Regions from separate parts of the Mus musculus genome. Here regions 2 and 3 are each linked to region 1. Evidence: chromatin contacts called from public HiChIP or PLAC-seq data. All regions are on one chromosome and are shown on one strand. The core of a region is the stretch at or near the end of the contact, and the rest is flanking DNA. Distances in the headings are between cores, read along the strand shown.

Region 1 (3,251 bases), core at 158-2,657:
TTGGGGTCCCTTCTAGTGATAAGTACACGCCTTATTTTATTTGGATTTCTCATGGAGAACAGCAGGGAGGGTTAGTAAGCTCTGCCTTGATTGTTCTTCACTCTGTACCTGGCTTGGTGGTGGTGGTGGTTGTTGTTGTTTACTTCTGGAGCCCCAGTCTTCCAACCCTTTTCATTGTCTGCTGACAGCTATGTGCAGTTGGCTGGCAGTGCATCTGCTAGTGTGCTAGTGCAGGCTTCGCCCTGCACAAATGCTGCTTACGTGGTAGCTCCCTGCTGATGATAAATTTATTAAATAACATCCTGGAGAACAATGGTAAAGTATCTATGGGGAGGGAAGACTTTATTCTAAACTTGCATAAGGTCACCTTAAGACTCAGGCTAGGGTTGTTATCACCTGGCTGAGCTGCCTGCAACTTGGAGTCACCTTGATGCCACCCTATGCCTGCGACCATGAGATTGGGTTTCTGTCCTAGGCACTTGTCTTGTGGTATAACACCTGGACTCGACCTTCTGATGCCCAAAGCCCTCTAGACTCCATTCTTGCCCTGTCTCCCCTTGGCCACCAGAATGGATCTAAATAGAAGACACCTGAGCCATGGACACCTGCCCCCTTTGCTCACTAATCCTGTGGGCCTTTCCACAGCAAGGCCTGGCCTTTAGGCTGCCTGTTATCAGGCCCCAGCCATGATTTCACTTGTACAGACTTTGTGCATTCTGTCTCCCCTGCTCTGTATGCCTGGGGAACTCCTAAGCACCCTGCAAAGCCTGCCTCAAGCCACAGCCTGCCCTAGCCCAACAGCAGAGTCAAGTGTATAGGCCGCCCTTGCCCGATTCCTCAGGCACTGCTTGCCGACTTCTGTGGGATCCTTTGTCATCAGGATGGCCGCCACTCTCAGCCCTGACTCGCCAACACCCTGCACTGCGGCTGGCAGCTAGCAAGCATTCCAGAACGCTCTCTACACAGTGAATAATAAGTGACGCCACCTTTGACACAGTGCTGGTGGGTTTGTGGTTTGGATGCACATCCTCGTATTCAGAAGGAGTGAACCACCTCAGTGTGGTTCATTCCCAGATTGCAGCTGGGCCCATAAGCCTGGCCCAGCCCCTCTGTGCTTTCTTGACCTTCTTCACCTTCCCAGTTGGAGCAGAGAGCCTGGCCTGGCTCTCAGAGCATCTTCAGGGCAAGGCAAAATGTGCAAAATGGTCGGGTCTGTAGACACCTGTACTTCAGTTACTCCTCTGCCTTGCTGACTGCCCTGGTTTTGCTGGCTTGGAGAACTCTCTCAGTTTTGGAAGCCTGGCCAGGCTGAAGGGCCTCTTGGGCAAGACCCTGGGCAGATCTGGGGCCTGAACCACATAGGCAGCCTACACACCAGGCAAGTCTATGGCAAATGGCCCTGGCTTGCCAGCTCTGGGGAGGGTAGAGGGAGGGCCACCTTCTGCTGGGTAAACATGGTGTCCAGGCCTGCCCAGGCACGTCCCTGGCTCTTTCGGTTAAAGACACAGGACAGCATTTCATTTCACCAAGGCTGGAGTTGCTGGGTGGCAATGAGAAATGACAGGTAGGGACACGAGGAAGACTCTAAGCCTTGCTGGACTCTTAACCAGATCAGGCTGCAGGAGGATGTTAGGGGGCCAGGCTCTGACTGTAGTCCCTCCCCACGGTGCCATCTTTTCTCTGCTAGCTGCTCCTGAGCCCTCAGGGGTGGGTGGGCTTTGAGCTACTCCTGGGTTAAGCCAGGTCTGACTGGAGCCACCTCTGCATTCCTACTGCAGACACATTCCAGTCCACGCTTACCCAAGGTGGCTCTTTGTTCTCTGGGACACCCACTGGACTCCAGGCAGTCTTCTGGGCTTGTTCCTGGAACATCAGCCTCTGCAATGGGTGATCCCATCCATCTCCTGGACTTGGAGTGGTGCTCAGCACCATGTCTCTGGATCTTTTTCTTGACATTAGGCCTTCTGCTAACAGTGTGTGTATGGGGTTGGGGGGAGGGGTGTGCCAGAAGACAACTTTTAGGAGTCAGTTCTTTCTTTCCATTTGGCGTGTCAGTACCTGTTGATCATCTCTTTGGCTCGACTCTTTGTTTTGATCCATCTGTTGGTGTGCCTGAGTAACATTCTGGGCATAGTGACCAGCATTGCCCGAATGGAGAGCCCTGAGTGTTGCCTGGACTGTTTGCCCTCGGGAGATGGAAGGGTTGCTGCCTCTTGGGAGCGCTTCTGTAGTTCATAGCAGAGGCAGAACTGTCCCAGGTCCTCTGTTCTCATCCACTGGAGCTGAGTGGTCCTGCTCTATAGCCCTGACCTTTGTGTGAACAGTTTCCAAGACGGCTGTGGAGACAGAGAGCAGGGCTGACACTCCAGCTCACTTACCTTCCCACGATAGACCTGCTGGGTCTTGCTTTCTCCTGTCTTCTACAGTGTAGAGCTAATGTGGCATGCTTGGCTTATGGCAGGGTTAGCAGGGGAGCCTCCCGGAGCCTCCTGGGAGTCCTGAAAGCTGGGCCGTTCCATGGAATCACTCTGTTAGATACTGTAGGAAGCAGGTAGAAATTGGAAGTCCTGGGTCCTGGTGGACACGGAGAGGTTTGTGCTGTGTGTGCCAGCATGCTCAGGTGCACCAGCAAAATTCCTTTGTCAGTTCATCATAGACTTCGGCTTGGGAGGCTAGGAACTCACTATCTGGAGGGCAGGCACCCAACTCTGACCCCCAGCTGCATCTGGGACTGAGGACCAGTTCCTGCCCTGGTCTCTGTCCCACTCCTCACTGACAAGGCCACCACTCTTTCACGTCCTCTTGACCATCTGGGCCCTCCCAAGCTCCTGGGTTTCTGGAGGGAGGGGACAGGTTGCAAAGATCCGGGAAGAGCTGGAGTGTAATTTTATTTCTGTGGTTTTCCTTTCAAGCTGTCACGGTAAATCTATTTTGCTTGTCACTTTGTAAGTCATTATGCAGAATTAAACCTTTTACTAGCTTTTAAGGCTTCTGAAGCCACGGACGGCCCACTCAGCCCCTGTGCTGCCTTCATCTTCCTCCCGCCTGCCTGAGGAACCTCTAAAGCTCGAGGCAAGCCCTGCTGCTGATTTCTTCAGGCCTGCTCATTAGATTGCATATGGAACCCAGGCCGGAGTGTGCCATTGCTCAGTTAGCTACCTGGTCTCATGAATGGGAAAACACAGTGGGGATTAGAGGCTCACACTCACTTCCTTGAACACCTGTGGAGTGGTGGGGCAGTAGACTGGAGA
Region 2 (3,123 bases), core at 386-2,885, 320 kb before region 1:
TTGTAAATAAGGGGGTGTGAGAGTAAGTATAGATTATGAAATTGGATAGGAGACCACAGAGGGGAGCAAGAGTTTTGAGAAGGGGTGAGCACAAAGGTCACTGTCACATGAAAGTGGAAGGCTGACTATGGGGAGTGGGGGAGGAGAAGAGGAATGTTGGAGGAGGGGCCGAGAGAAACAACACCACATTTTGCTTGGAAAAAAATGTCATAATGATATACAATCCTCTGAAAGCAAATAGAAAAGAATGAAAGTCACCTTCCACCATAGAGAGAATGGAGCTTCCAGAGTGGCCCTCATGGGTGAGCCCGTCTTTCCAGCAATGACCAGCGTGGAGGGGAAGGATCACCTCCTTCTTGCCTCTGAAATGTTCACTCTTACGGAAAGTGAATGGAATCAGTGGAAAGTATGGACTCGGCACTTGTCATAACCGTAGACTAACTCATAGCAAAGGTAGTAATGTCACACGTCCACATTTCAGATTGAATACTCACCCACGGCTTTCCTTAGGAGAGGAGAGTAATCCCCATTGCCTTTTTTGATTATACAGAACTCAATTCCTCCTTCCAAGGACATGTGCTACCATCCAACTGTGATGTCTGCTCCAATCCTCCAGACAGAATACATTCATTGGTGGCAAACCACAAAGTCATCATCTTCTTAGTGACCACAGGGACCTGCTCAGTAAGAGCACCAAGGTAAGAGTAGAGTTCCTGTCCTGTTCAAGATTGCATCTTCACATTCTGTTTCTGTCACCCAGGAAGACATCCAAAGTCGAGGCACATCAGTTATGCCCTCCCAGAACACCCCAGAGCCTTGCTTTTCCTCTCTGAGAAAGAAGGAGGAGACTATTACTAAGTCAGTGTTTGTCACAATCCCCCAAGGGTTGTGGGCTAAAGCCCCAGTTCAATACACTGTGCTGGAGAAGATAGAAAGAATATGGCTCTCCTCATCTGTTCATCTGTGGGCTCTCACAGGCTGGCTAAGCACATGCACACTTACCTGTCCCATGAGCTTTGAGGGGATCTGGGATCCAGAAGCCAAGCATAGCTGTCCTTGTGGGGCAGAAGAGCATCTGGGATTGCCACACAGCAAATAGGCTTAGAATAGTCTCCCCACTTGGCTGACCCAACTAGACAGATGCTGAGCAACCCTCCTGATCGGTAACTGTGGTCTAGGTTAAAGACAGGCTACAGTGGTTTACCTCCATTGTCAATCTGGCTACAGTTAGAGACTCCTAGAACACAGAAACAGACCTTTGGGATGTCTGAAGATATTTTCAGAAAGGATTAACTGGCTATAGGTAAGATCCACTGGAATTCGGACCATACCACTCCTTATGGGATAGAGAGGGAGAGATGGGAGCTCCAAGTACAGAGATTCTCTTTGTTCTTAGCCCCCATGATGTGAGCTGTTCTACATCTCCACACTCTCCCATCATGATGGAGAGAACCCTCTGAAACCTTAGCCAAAAATACAGCAAACACACACACACACACACACACACACACACACACACACACACTAAAATAGCTGTACCAACATTTTGGTCACAGTGACAAATAGGTGACTAATATACCCAGGGCAATACTCATGGCTTGGAGGTAACTCTGTTGGGTTATTGTGCTTTGACAAAGAGCCTTCACTCTCAAGCTGGGTGGGGCACCTGGCCGGTCTTAGTGATGACAGGATTACATGGTTACATGGAGAGACGAACAAGGTGCTAAGAGACACCAGAGAATAACTGTGCTGCGTGTCAACCTTGGCACCTTGTCCATCCCTCTTTCTGTTCATCCCTCCCCTGGTTCACCTTAGCTGATCTCCTCACTGATCTTTTCCCTCAAGTCCTTCCCCTTTGCCTCCTGTCTTCTCAAAAGGACCCATCACTGCATATCAGAGCCATTTATGATCTACAGGGACATCTTGTCTGACTTGTACACTGCTGCAGCCCATTCATAGCACCATTCCACATTCTAGAATAAAAGTGGGGAGGAGAGAGCTGGGCACAGACATTCATGTCCCAGCCCCTTTCTCTGCTTCCCAGATGCTTCCTTAAATGGAATAATAAATAAATGATCATAAGACCGAGCCTGAGGGAGGTCACTGAGAGTTGAAACCAAAGAGGCCCGGGGAGGCCAAGGCATCACATCAGCCCTGCATGGAGACATTTGAGGGCTTCCTGGAAGAAGCAGAACTGAAGCTTGGAAAAGTCTCTGACTGTGAAGCATAGGCTGCCCTTCTGTACCCTTTATAAGCTCAATATGACTGTATATTAATTCAGGGTGGCAGACAGGATCCCACAACCACCAGATTGTTTATATTGTACTTGATCTTTGAACTAAAGTCCATGTTTAATGGAGGAAGCTTTGGAGGCAGAGGGGCATAGGCCATGGTAGAGTTAGGTAGCACTCTCTGTTCCTGAGAGCATCTTTTGGAGACCATGTCCTTGGATATTGCCAGACACTGGTCCAACCTCTTTTATCCTGGCTGTGCTGACACAGCTTGGTCTACTGCCTTCTTTTTATGCACACACTCACCCGACACTCACATCAAACCCTTCACAGCTAGGAAGGCTCTGAAGCCCCATGTGGGCATTCTCCACTGGAGGATGTGGGTATCACACCCACAGCCCTACAAAGGAAGGTCGGGGTCATCATTGGGCTCAACACCCAAGGAGCAGGCTTTGAGCTTGCTTGCACCCCAAGAGTTAAGGAGTATTGTCTCCTAGTGTTTGAGGGGGGCCATGTTTTTCAAGAATATTGTCTCCCAGTGTTTGAGTGGATCAGTGGTTTTCAGCCTAGCAATTTCATCACCACTCAAGCGTGAAGTGTGATCTGCAAGATGTGTTTGTCTGGCATCCAACCTCGGCTCCACCACATCCTTCCGAATTTCTCTGAAACTCAGCATCTTCCTCTGTGGAACCTCCCTGAAATGTCTGTTGTGCTTTCTCGAGAAAACTGATATTTTACTTTTTTTTTTTCGGTTAACCAACGTTTCTTAGAAACTAAAAGAAATCATCAAGACCAGGGTGGGGCCTAGGGAGCATAGGGCATGGCAACCTATAGACCAGGGAGTCTGCCAGCTGGTCCACCTGAGAAATGTGAGAGCTAGAAGAGAATACTC
Region 3 (3,047 bases), core at 82-2,581, 330 kb before region 1:
GCCGATCCATCCAGAAATGGTATGGTCTTGCGGAAACAGTGGGCCTGGATGGAGAAAGAAATGTGGCTAAGTGAGAGAGAAAATTCCCCTAGGAAGATCTATTAGGCTGTGAAATAGTATTCCACAGGAAGCGGTGGAGGGGGTGCCCGGAGGTATTTAAAGCTGTGCTGGACTAAGTAATAGAAGCCTCGTGGTGTGTGGAGTGGCTGAGAACTGGCCTCGGGGGAGCTGCTGCTGTGCCCTAATAGGTCGACTCCAATAGAAGTAATTTCCGAGCCCGCCCCAGCATTCCATGGAGCTACACTGCTTTTGCCAGGCAAAGAAGGTGTTCACTTACAGCTCAGAAAAAGCCCCAGGGTTTGGTGCCCGCCTAGCCATCATTTGTTAACAGGCTGGCAGTCCCCAGCAAACAGATGTCTACATTCAGCAAACCCCTCTCAAAATCGCATCTGCCTTTCAGGATGGAAATTGACAAGTTACTCTTCAAATTCTTATAGAATCACAAGGCACTCAACGGAGCCAAAAAGGATTTCTAGACAGAATCAAGTATGAAAATTCCCACTTCCTGGTGTCAAGATTTACTATAGAGACTCTATGATACTCACACAAAAATAAACATATAGATCCATAGCATAGATCTCAGGGTCCATAAATAGAATCAATACATGTATAGTCAATTAATGGGTTTTTGTTTGTTTTCTCCTTTTTCTTCTTTTTGTCATGTGTTTGTGTATGTAGTATGTATCCATGCATGTTTATGTTTGTGTTCACATGTGTGTTGGCGCACATGTATGTGAGTGCCTGTACTCATGTGTGTGTGCCTTTGTTCATGTCTGTGCACACATTTAGAAGCCAGAGGCTGATGTCAGGAATCCTCAACTACTTTTCCACCTTATTACTTTTGAAGTGGCCTGTCTTATGAACCCATAACTCATTAATACAGCTGATCTCACCAGAGAACTTGACCCAGGGTTCCCTTTCTCTACCTTTTGAGGATGGAACTCTAGACTGGTTACTACACGTACCCAGTATATACATGAGCTCTGGAGATCTTGAACGTTGGTCCCCCTGTGTGCCTGACCAGCTAATTAATCACTAAACCATGCCCCACTTGTGGTCAGTTGCTTTTTGACAAGCATGCCAAGACAATAAGAAAGAGCAGGCTAATCAGCAAATGTTGCTGGAACAGTTGAATATCCACAAACAAAAGAACGAAATCGGATCCTTACCATCACACCCCATGCAAAGCAATGTCCGAACATGTAAAAATACTTTAAGGAAAGAAAGCATGAGAGTTCACCAACCCCTGATTTGGCACTGCTTCTTATATCTGAGGCCAAAATACAAACTCCAAAGAGAAAAACAGACTAGATTTCATCACAATAAGATTCTAGAATCCTCCCTCTCTCTCTGTATATTCTGAACCTCTTACAATTTAGTAACAAATAGAGAAAATGTACACACTTTAGAATGGGCAAGGAATTTGATAAATGTTTCTCCAGAGAAGATACACAGTATCGAACAGAAAGTGATCAGAATGGTTCATTAGTAGGAAATACAAATCAAAACGGTAACAAAATACCAATTCACACCTGCTGGGGTGGTTTAAATAAAGACAAAAGTTGAAGAGCGGCTGTCGGATGTGGACAAACAAGACCCTTCGAGCATCACTGAATGAGGAGAGAGCTCAAGCACTTTAGCGGCCATTCAAAATGATACAACGTCAACAGCAACAATCTCACTTCTCATAATTGACCCAAAGGATTGGATGCAAGCTGTTGATTGATGTTTACATTATGTGTTATAATATAGGGCCAGAGTGACTGCTCATTGGATGAAGATGCTTGCCAACAAGCCTGGTGACCTGAGTTCAATCCCCAGGATTCTAGATGGACTGACTCCTGCTGCAAACCCATCAAATTGAATACTGCACCAGTGAACAGGGAATGAATGACATGCACTGTGACATGGAAGAGAGCATCCATCCATCCATCCATCCATCCATCCATCCATCCATCCATCCATTATATCTATCTATCTATCTATCTATCTATCTATCTATCTATCTATCTTTCTATCTACCTACCTATCTATCTATCTATCTACCTATCTATCTATCTATCTATCTATCTTTCTTTCTTTCTATCTATCTATCTATCTATCTATCTATCTATCTATCTATCTATCTATCTTTCTATCTATCTATCTATCTATCTATCTATCTATCTATCTATCTATCCATCCATCCATCCATCCATCCATCCAGTATCTCTATCTATCTATCTATCTATCTATCTATCTATCTATCTATCTATCTATCTATCGATCGATCTATCTATCTATCGATCTATCTATCCATCCATTATATCTATCTATCCATCCATCCACCCATCCATCCATTATCTCTATCTATCTATCTATCTATCTATCTATCTATCTATCTATCTATCTTTCTTTCTTTCTTTCTATCTATCTATCTATCTATCTATCTATCTATCTTTCTATCTATCTATCTATCTATCTATCTATCTATCCATCCATCCATCCATCCATCCAGTATCTCTATCTATCTATTTATCTATCTATCTATCTATCTATCTATCTATCTATCTATCTATCTATCGATCTATCTATCCATCCATTATATCTATCTATCCATCCATCCACCCATCCATCCATTATCTCTATCTATCTATCTATCTATCTATCTATCTATCTATCTATCTATCTATCTATCTATCTATGCATCCATCCATTATATCTATCTATCTATCTATCTATTCATCCATCTATTAACTATTTATGTCATCTCTATATCTATCTGTCTGTCTATTATTTTTATATTTATAGACCTTTGATTGTTGTATCCCTAGAATACCAAGACACAGGAAAGAAGAGCAGGTCAGCAAATGCTTACAGTGTAATTGGATATCCACAGGCCGTGAAGCTGGATCCCTTCCTCACACTGCATACAAATGGATTAAAGACTTACATGCAAGATCTGAACCCATGTAGCCCTCAGAGGAAAGCACATCTATAAATCTTCT

The links. HiChIP or PLAC-seq counts read pairs in DNA pulled down with a chosen protein or histone mark.
Region 2: a contact with region 1 is called in a FOXA1 HiChIP or PLAC-seq map of pancreatic cancer cells. The contact joins two enhancer-like sites. A contact is called at or near these places in 2 of 484 Hi-C or Micro-C datasets (the 63-12 cell line and pro-B cells) and 17 of 115 datasets of contacts at active chromatin or transcription factors (the SCID.adh cell line, bone marrow-derived dendritic cells, bone marrow-derived macrophages and 14 more).
Region 3: a contact with region 1 is called in a CTCF HiChIP or PLAC-seq map of the NIH/3T3 cell line, with 5 read pairs. The contact joins the promoter of 4930572O13Rik here to the enhancer-like site in region 1. A contact is called at or near these places in 1 of 39 promoter capture datasets (embryonic stem cells), 1 of 15 datasets of contacts at CTCF or cohesin (the NIH/3T3 cell line), 2 of 484 Hi-C or Micro-C datasets (the 63-12 cell line and nephron progenitors) and 12 of 115 datasets of contacts at active chromatin or transcription factors (bone marrow-derived macrophages, cardiomyocytes, craniofacial prominence and 9 more).

Annotation. Positions count from the first base shown.
Region 1 is chr14:25,475,279-25,478,529 of GRCm38.p6, forward strand. The region is part of intron 1 of Zmiz1 (zinc finger, MIZ-type containing 1); the gene reads left to right. Among named protein-coding and RNA genes, the nearest start is that of Zmiz1, 18 kb to the left of the region's middle. Within about 2 kb of position 1,408, at least 109 of the 459 cell types and tissues checked have an H3K27ac peak or open chromatin away from gene starts, as enhancers often do. A contact at or near this core is called in the NIH/3T3 cell line and pancreatic cancer cells, where this site is marked.
Region 2 is chr14:25,159,271-25,162,393 of GRCm38.p6, forward strand. No RefSeq gene overlaps it. Among named protein-coding and RNA genes, the nearest start is that of 4930572O13Rik, 18 kb to the left of the region's middle. Within about 2 kb of position 1,636, at least 19 of the 459 cell types and tissues checked have an H3K27ac peak or open chromatin away from gene starts, as enhancers often do. A contact at or near this core is called in pancreatic cancer cells, where this site is marked.
Region 3 is chr14:25,141,910-25,144,956 of GRCm38.p6, forward strand. 4930572O13Rik (RIKEN cDNA 4930572O13 gene) reads right to left here and starts at 1,332. Exons shown (of 3, transcript NR_045718.1): 1 at 1,230-1,332; 2 at 1-44. All of the region lies in intron 4 of Gm32224 (a long non-coding RNA gene), which reads left to right.